2 separate regions of the Ovis aries genome follow, and region 1 is linked to region 2. Evidence: chromatin contacts called from public Hi-C data. All regions are on one chromosome and are shown on one strand. The core of a region is the stretch at or near the end of the contact, and the rest is flanking DNA. Distances in the headings are between cores, read along the strand shown. Region 1 has its middle 23 kb from the start of GPRC5A. Region 2 overlaps EMP1 (epithelial membrane protein 1).

Evidence for each region. Hi-C and Micro-C count contacts between places; a contact is called where the count stands out from the background.
Region 1: a Hi-C map of hypothalamus shows a contact between it and region 2, with 4 times the contacts expected there. The contact joins two enhancer-like sites. A contact is called at or near these places in 2 of 16 Hi-C or Micro-C datasets (hypothalamus and skin fibroblasts).

The regions. Positions count from the first base shown.
Region 1 is chr3:202,623,531-202,628,295 of ARS-UI_Ramb_v3.0, reverse strand. No RefSeq gene overlaps it. Among named protein-coding and RNA genes, the nearest start is that of GPRC5A, 23 kb to the left of the region's middle. Within about 2 kb of position 2,670, at least 12 of the 54 cell types and tissues checked have an H3K27ac peak or open chromatin away from gene starts, as enhancers often do. A contact at or near this core is called in hypothalamus, where this site is marked.
Region 2 is chr3:202,315,972-202,320,560 of ARS-UI_Ramb_v3.0, reverse strand. It overlaps EMP1 (epithelial membrane protein 1), which reads left to right. Exons shown (of 5, transcript XM_060414210.1): 1 at 1-3,651. Among named protein-coding and RNA genes, the nearest start is that of EMP1, 5.7 kb to the left of the region's middle. Within about 2 kb of position 3,035, at least 24 of the 54 cell types and tissues checked have an H3K27ac peak or open chromatin away from gene starts, as enhancers often do. A contact at or near this core is called in hypothalamus, where this site is marked.

The sequences.
Region 1 (4,765 bases), core at 1,421-3,920, 310 kb before region 2:
TCCTCCTTGTGTCTACAAGTGTGTGTTGCCCAGTTTTAGGGGTGAGTGACAAAGGTGAGGGGGGAGCTGGGAAGGGTCAAGAATCTGAGGTTTTGCTCCAAGTAAACAGAGGAGTGGCAACTTCAGAATGGAGTTTGGCAGCCAGGGTCAGACCAGGAGGAGACCTCAAAGCCAGTGTCGCATTTCATCTGAGGTTAAATTGTAGGAGGGGTTAAATCCAGCTCTCTAATAGAATTAGTTCATAATCTCTCTCAGAAAAGACAGGCTACCTAACAATTATCATTTGCTTAATCCCAGAAACAGCTTTGCTGGGTAGGGCAGTATAAAATTGCTTTTGGGTAAAGAAGAAAAACTGAATGACATTTATAAGATCGATTGCTGAGTTAAGGATTTACCACCCAAAAGCCTGACGCTCTGCTTCTCATCACAAAGAAAACCCAGCGTGGGGAGAGGTGTGGTGAGGTTGGAGGGAATTAATGACACACTGAATTAGGGAGATGGACATTTCACAGAGATTTAGCTGATTGCTTCTCACATGACTTTGCACTAACGTCAGCCCAGTTTTGTATTGGAAAGGGGAGTTACAGGGGCTTCTCTGGCTTCCCTTGTGGCTCAGCTTCCTGCAATGTGGAAGACCTGAGTTCAATCCCTGGATTGGGAAGATGCCCTGGAGAAGGGAAAGGCTACCCATGCCAGTATTCTGACCAGGAGAATTCCATGCATGGAATAGTCCGTGGGGTCTCAGAGTTGGACATGACTGAGTGACTTTCACTTCACTGTGGCAGTCCAGTGGTTAAGACTCCACACTTACCACTTGCCCCACAGTGTGGCCAAATATATATTAATACATATATGTAATATATATAATACGTGTGTGTGTGTGTGTTGGTTGCTTAGTCGTGTCCGACTCTTTGTGATCCCATGGACTGTAGCCTGCCAGGCTCCTCTGTCCATGGGATTTCCCAGGCAAGAACACTGGAGTGCCATTTCCTTCTCCAGGGGATCTTCCTGACTCAGGGATTGAACCCGCATCTCTTATGTCTCCTACAGTGGCAGACAGGTTCTTGACCACTAGCGCCAGCTTCAATATATACACACACACGCACACACACACATATAATATATATGTATATATATATATACATGTAGGGCTTCCCGGGAGGCTCAGGTGATAAAGATCTGCCTGCAGTGCAGGAGACCTGGGTTCACTCCCTGGATTGGAAAGATCCCCTGGAGAAGGAAATGGCTGCCAACTTCACTATTTTTGCCTGGAGAATTCCATGGACAGAGGAGCCTGGCGGGCTACTGCTCCCACTTGCCTCACATGTAGCCAAATATATATTAATATCGATATGTAATATACATATGTGTATATATATATATATATATACATGTAATATATGTAATATATATGTAATATCTATCTATAAAATACTCTACCCCAAAACAGCAGAATACACATTCTTCTTAAGTATGCATAGACCATTCTCTGGGATGGATCACATCTTACACCACAAAACTAGTATTAACAAATTGTAGAAAATTGAAATCATAACAGGTATTTTTTTCTGATCATAATGGGATGAAACTAGAAATCAATAGCCAACCTCCCCACCCAAAGGAAAACAAAAGGGGAATTGCAAATGATGATTTGGACCCTTCTAGGTTATTCTAGTTTTCCCAAAGAGGCCATAACCCAGTGAGGTTTGCTGTGAGGAGAAAACAATATAATTTCATGCATATTATCAGTGTGGGTACTCAAGAAATATATGTATTTCCTTCCCTCTTTTCAACAATTTTTACTTATTTAGCTTTTTTCCTTTTTGGCGGTACTTTGAGGCACGTGGGACTTCCCTACCAGGGTTGGAACCTGTGGCCCCTGCCGTGGGAGCTGAGTCTTAACCACTGGACCACCAGGGACGTCCTCCTGCACACTTTTCTTCTGTGTCTGTGGCCTGTCAGCCAAGCAAAGGGAGCTGCGGGACGGCGAAGCCACCACTCTGGATTTGCTTTCTTTTTAAGGAAAAAATGTGCCAGGCCTTTGTAGCCCCTCAGGGGTCATCCTTAAGTCACTGTCTTCAGAAACACAAGAGGGCACGAATATGGCGCTTGTCGCTAGAGACTGCTTTCTCTTCCGAGGGATAGTTTGGACACGCAGACCGTCCTGTCTCTGAGTTCTTTTTCTTGAGCGTGGTGGAAGAATGTTCCCCATTCAGGCAGCAATTGTTGCAACCCCCACCCTCCCTTCCAGAGGCTAATCTGACTTCAGGTGTCCGTGTTCTGCACATAATTAAACTCTTTTATTAATAGGGACACCCCAGGGACTGGAGGTTGGGACATCTGAGAATCAGTGTGTGACTGGAGAAGAGGGTTTCACAGCCCTTCCCCTAGGTCTCCATCGCCACCTGGGCTGAAATAGAATGGGCAAATTGAGCCCAGCCTGGTCCTTGAATGATGTCAATTGATTGATGGCTGGGACCCAAGACGGCATCTCCTTGGAACTAAACGGGTGATAATGAAATAAAGCTCAGCCACCTTCCCCTCATCTATCACTGTCAGATGAAAAACAGACCGAGTCTCATCTCCGCCTCTCACTTCAGGCTGAAGCCGTCGATAGCCGCCATACCCGCTTCTTCCACTGGATGGCGCTAAAGCCTCAGGCATCAGCCCTCAGGGACTCCGCAAACGTCCACAGCTATTCTACGAAGGGCACCGGGCAGGGCTGCAGCTATTCAGCAGACTTGAAGCAAACGTGCATTCCATTTTAAAAGGCTTGACCGTGTGAGCTGTTTGCATCCTCCCTCCCGCCGTCTTTAAAGAATCCGCTCTCCATCTTCTTTGCCTGAGCCCCACTGCTCCGTGTCTCATTTTTGTGAAACTCTCCTTGCAGGCAGATACTGGCCTCGTGTGTTAGTCTCTCTGACTCTTTGCGACCCTATGGACTGTAGCCCACCAGGCTCCTCTATATGTCCATGGAATTCTCCAGGCAAGAATACTGGATTGTTTTGCCATTTCCTCCTCCAGGGGATCTTCCCCACCCAGGGATTGAACCTGGGTCTCCTGCATTTCTGGCAGATTCTTTACTGTCTGAGCTATCAGGGAAGCCCTTATTGGTCTCATAGGCTATTATTAGTGTCGAAGAGTATTTATGCGGTGAGAACACTCCGTTTTGTCCGGAAATGTTTACCAAAACCAAGAGTACAGTCTGGCCCTGAAGATGCAGCAGTGAAACCCCCACCCGGTGCATTCTGGGTTTTCCACCTTCATTTCTAGACTTCTCATCATCACAGAGAACTGAATTGCGCCCCTCTGACCTCTCTCTTCGGCCACTTTCCTCCTGTTGCTACTGGGTTTGCAGGTTTGCCACTGTCCCAGCCCCAGCCTGAAACATGGGGTTATTTCAGAACTGGAGGTGGCAGCTTCAGACAACTCTTTCTCAGGTGTTGGTGGCTGAGCCCCTGAATCTGGGAGCTCAGCCTCCAGTGTGTAGCCTGCTGCTTCTGGAAATTCACTGGTCCTCCTCTGGTCACAGTCTCTCATCCCTTCTGTTGGGGCAGATAATGCTTGGTACCCTTGGTGTCAGGGTTTCCACGTATGCAGAGGAGTTTGTGTGGCAGAGGATGGGCATCTGACCCTGGTTTCTGCCACCTCCTGCTTGCCCCACTTCCTTGACTCTTCAGAGTGGGACACTCCAACGCCTAAAACGTTAGCATTTGAAAAGCTCACGGAGCTTCCTTAGTTGGTCTCCATAGCCCTCATTTTACAGATTTAAAGGACTTAAGTTGACCCAGGCCCAGATTTCTGGTTCTGTCTTCTTTCTACTGTCACGCTTGTGTGGTCCGTGTTAGACACCTTTTTTTTTTTTTCCCCAAAGAGGGTGTTTGAAGAAAGACTCATAAAAATGACCACAGTCAGTATGTATCTGAAGCTCCCCTCTCATCTTCCTTACCTGGGAAGTTTTCCTTTGCTGCTCCTGTTTTCTCCCCTGGGTGTGGAAGCTGTGGGGAGAGGGACTGGCTGAGGACTGACATTTTCTGGGTCACTCCAGGTCACTCGTCCACAATCTCCTAGCCACACGAGTCTTTGCCTCCTAGGGAGGGGCTTCAGGGCGAGGCAGAGGTTCCAATCTTCCCATTGCTGTGAAAATTCTTCTACTTCCTTGAGTCTCATCCTCAGTCAAAAACTCATGCATAGAGATTTCCCTGGTGATCCAGTGGCTAAGACCCAGTGCTCTCAATGCAGGGAGTCCGGGTTTGATCCATGGTCGGGGAACTAGGCCCCATATGCTGCAATGAAGCTTGAAGATCCTGTGTGCTGCACCTAAGATCCTCAGCAGCCCCAAAATAAATACCACCCCCAACCCCCACACCCATATCCAGCAGCTTTTTGCTTCTTGTGGATTTACACCCACATCGGCAATCTCTTACTCCTATGGGATTTCTTTTCCTGTTTAAAATTGTTTATTTATTTGGCCGTGTTGGATCTTCATTGCCGCGTGCAGGCTTCTCTTTGCAGTGGTTTCTCCTGTTGGGGAGCCTGGGCTTCAGGGCGCGTGGGCTTCAGCAGTCGTGGCTCCTGGGCTCTGGAGCACAGGCTCAATAGCTGTAGCGCACAGGCTTAGTTGCTCCACTGGATGTGGGATCCTCCCGGACGAGGGATCGAACCTGTGTCTCTTGCATTGGCAGGCAGATTCTTTACCATTCAAGCCACTAGGGACGCCCTCTTTTTCTTGTTTTAAAAAATTAAAGTATAATTGCCTTACAAT
Region 2 (4,589 bases), core at 1,786-4,285:
TGGCTTTGTGGGGCTGGTCCCTTTACTTGGTCTGTAGTTCATGGAGCCCACGCCTTGCCACTGTTACTTCCTGTAATGGTAAGTACAGCAACAGGCTGCCAGTCAACATAACCTCGGTCTAATTGCCGGCAGGCAATCTGGATGTCCAGCTCCTTGGAAAGGGCTCATAATCCTTAAGTAGTGTAGAACTGGAATTTTCTGACCATAAACTTCCCTTTTCCCATACTCCTTTCAGTTGTGCCCAGATGACCCTGGATTCCTATTTAGTAACCAAGGGAGCTGAAATACGCTTCTAATTAGGAGTTTGCTTGGATTCCCAATACCCTAGACCCCATACACACAAGTCTCAAAACCACACTAAGTAACACTTCAGTTACAAGTCCTTTTTCTCAGTTTAACTGGGAAATCCGCTGAAACTGAACCACAAAGATGGAAACAGAAGCCCATGTGGGGATTGCTGCTTCTCTCTCTTCATTTTAATCACAACATCTGGATCCACCTCTCCTTCTCTGCGGGCCTCCCTGGTGGCTCAGAGGTTAAAGCCTGCAATGCGGGAGACCCGGGTTCGATCCCTGGGTCAGGAAGATCCCCTGGAGAAGGAAATGACAACTCACTCCACTATTCTTGCCTGGAGAATCCCATGGATGGAGGAGCCTGGTGGACTACAGTCCATGGGGTCGCAGAGAGCTGGACATGACTGAGCGACTTCAATTTCCTTCTTTCCTTCTCTGCTGTGGAAATGGCATTTCTCTGGAACCAAATTGGACTCCTCTACTGGTGCCCCTGGCCTTACTGAGGATGTGGCAGTTTTCATATTTCCCAGGCCTGTTTCATGAATTCTCTCTTCCAATGGGGTAATTAAAATTGAGAACCTGCTAGGCTTGGGTTGAAATTGGTGGCTGGAACCCTCTGGTAGGTGCAAGATGGCTAAATAGGAGGCTTGAGGGGCTTGGTCTTGTTCTGAATCTGCCATGTGATGTGGGCAGAACACTTGCCTTCTCAAGAGAGGGAACGAACCCTTGTGGTCCTGAGACCCTATTGTTCTAAGATCCGATAGTTCCTGCTGGGAGAAGTCCCGTGGGTTACGCCAACAGCAAGTTTAATGCATAAACACTGGTAGGAAAGTGAAATGATGTAACATGTCTGCTTGGAAACAGGAGGATGGAGGACCCAGGTGGACTCCTCTGCTTCATCCACTTGAGATTCTCCAAGTACAGATGTCCGCGGGCTTTACCACTGGGTAGCAGTGAGCATTCACCCAGCTCTCGGAAGGAAAGAAAGAGGTTTGATTTATGAAACCTGAGCAGTGCCTAGTTAGCGAAGATTTGCGGGGACATTGACAACAGCAAGTGATCCACCAGTGAACCCAGACCAGGCTCCAGAGACAGAGACACAAAGGTGGTTCTGGGAAAGGAGCCTCACCTTCTTTTCAAGGAGGGTGTGGCCAAAAGGTGTGGATGGGAATGGATGGGGAGCTGGGCTTCGAGGAGGAAAGGGGAGGTGCCAGGAGGAAAGGGGTCGGGAGCAAAGGAACTGCCTGAGGTTTCTTAGACCTGTGTGCTGGCTGAGAGAGGGGGGCAGATGGAAAGGCCTAGAAGAGGGAGAAGAATTGATGCTTGCAAACTGTGGTGCTGGAGGACTCTTGAGAGCCCCTTGGACTGCAAGGAGATCAAACCAGTCAATCTTAAAGGAAATCAGTCCTGAATATTCATTGGAAGGACTGATGCTGAAGCTGAAGCTCCCGTACTCTGGCCACCTGATTCGAAGAACTGACTCACTGGAAAAGATTCTGATGCTGGGAAAGATTGAGGGCAGGAGGAAAAGGGGGCAACAGAGGATGAGATGGTTGAGCGGCATCACCGACTCAATGGACTTGAATTTGAGCAAACTCTGGGAGATGGTGAAGGACAGGGAAGCTTGGCATGCTGCTGTTCATGGAGTCTCAAAGAGTTGGACAGGACTTAGAGATTGAACAACACGAAGAGGGAGAAACTGAAAAGAGGAAGCCAGGGAGAGGGCGAAAGAAGAGGGCAGAAATGTGAAGATGCTGTCCCCCTGACTCCCTCCCCTCTGAGTTGGGAACCACCCACCCTCAATGTCAGGATAGTCCTTGGGGCCAAGAATTTCGTTCTTTGTCTCACCTCTTCTTTCCTCCGCTGTGAAGAACCTTCTGTTGTTAAGGAGGCAATATTAGAATTTCTATGGATTACTTGTGCAGTGGTCGTCTTTCCCTGGGGACATTTTTTTTTTTTTTTTTCCCTTTCCAGAAGGGTCAGGTCAGGACTGACAGCAGAATGAGGTCCTTGATACTTTGATGTCTTCTTTCAAATAATCAAAGAACCCTGCCTGGGAGGCTGGATGCTGGGAGCTGGGGAGAGGTTGTAGAGGTCAGGCCAGCCAGGCGTGTCCACATTCTAACGAAGCTGAGACCTCAAGCTTCCCTTGGCTGGCTGGGCTTCACTGCTGGGGAGGGGGCCTTGTGCTGTGGGTGGGGGCTGGGGTGGATGTTTGAAGCTCCTCTGGGGCCAGCAGTGCTGGCAGGGTGGGCTGTTTCGGCTTGGGCTGTTTCTGCTGGTGGATCTTCTCAGCAACTCAGTAGGAAGAAGCAGTGACCCTCCAAAGGCCCTTTGTTTATTTCCAGTGGCATCACTTTGGAGAGTCTGTGCTGACCCTCTGATTAACTAGGAGGGGTTGGAGAGACAGAATGAAGCAATAGATCTGAGAAGTTCTAGAATTCTGCCAGAAGTAGGAAAGAAGCTATGCTGCAGTGGGGAAAGCCTGGCCCGGAAGATGCGAGGGAGTGGGTTTCATCCCGATTCTGCTTTCACTCTGGAGACTCGCTTTCCCACTTTTGTCAAGGAACTGGACTGATTAACTTCAACCCTGCTAAGCCTCTAAACAACCAACTGCCTGCAGAAAGAGCCACAGGCCCACAGCCCACGCCAGGCACCGGAGTGCCCCTGGCTACACCCGCATCTGTCCCTGGGGGCCCCACTACCTCCCAGACTACAGCCTGCTGGTTGAAGCCTGTTGCCGCCACCTACTGTCAGACCCGCCCAAGCGCCACCCCGCTCCCCCACCCCCCCAACCCCCACAGCCCCGGGCTGGGCCACACCTTGAGTTTCTTCCAGAACCCTAGTTATTATCTTGGCAGTCTGTCTATCGGAGACTTTCTGGCCGCCAGAACACTCCTCTTTTGTCAGCAGTAGAAGACAGCGAAGGTTCCATCCTTGCCTTGGGGACATCGCCTGATGGCCTGACCAGCTGTGGTCTGGGGGCGGAGGCTGGTCTAGGTCACCCCACCCAGGTCTGGCCTTGGCCTTGGCAGCTGTCACCCAGCCCCAGCCCTTCCCCGGACACAAAAGAGGACAAGGGGAAACCAGAGAGAGAGAACGAGAGAGAGAGAGAGAGAGAGAGAGAGAAAGAGAGAGGTTTTTCTCTCTGGGAACATTTGCCAAAACAAGATTCAAGCTGCTTGTTTGCTTTTAGCAGAGTTGCTGGCCCTCGGATTATGCCTGAGAAGTTTCAAGCACATTTCACTGGGTTAAGTTTCTCCTGATTCATAAACGAACAAGAGAAATAACCAGCAGCCGTGCAGCCTTTGCTGTGTATCAGGCACGAGCCCTTTGGTCCTCACGCTAAGGCTATGAGGTATGCAGATGACAGTTAAAAGGGGCTGGAGTTACCACGATGTATGCTTCAAGTAGCTTACAATTTTATGTGCCAACTATACCCATTGAATCTGAACTTTTTTAAAACAGGAGTGCAGTCAGGAGTGGCACCCAAAATTCATGGTTTTTTTTTTTTTTTTTTTCCTATTCACTACTCTGTCTCTCCAGGAGCTACTGTCCAGAGAGGATATGTCATTTTCCCAAAGTCAGAAGAGTCAGAATTTTGAAGCCAGGTTTTCAAAGAAGTGCTCTTTTTCTTTCTTGCTTTTGGTTCCCCTTAAATAACACGCTTGTCCCACTACCTCACCTCCACTTTCTTATCCCTAACTATGTGAGAATCATGCCAATCTACACCAGGGCCAGATAAGCACCACCCTTTCTATAACATACGCTGTTTGCAGATGGGAGGTGCAGTTCCCTCACCTCCTGGATGATGAAAAACAAAATAGTTGTTTTCTTTGGAGCATGTAGATTCCTGTTGCTTTTGCTGCTTGACTGCTGACGTTTCTCCTGGTCATAAAAAAAACTGCCCCACATTTGAAAAGAAAAAAGAAAAACAGACCCCCCAGTATGAGTGTACACAGTGAAGTACAGCCCGAAGTTCTTTCTTGCCACACCAAACATCCAGACATCCAGAAGCAGGAGGAGATGGTGCTTTAGGATTCTTTCTTTCCACGTGTTTCCCACGGATAAATTAACGCCCCCCCATTCCCCACCCTCATGTAAAAACAATATTTAGAATGGAAAAGTACACTTGATATAAAACAACAAGAACAATGGTCAGAAAACCTCATCCAAGGTCTCATTCACTAAGCCTGTCTTTAATCCCAGCCTTTTCCTCCTTCGGATACATCCTCTCCGGCTGCTCCCCAAAGACAGTATTTCCTCTTCTGCTTTTGCGTTCAGTGCATATTAATT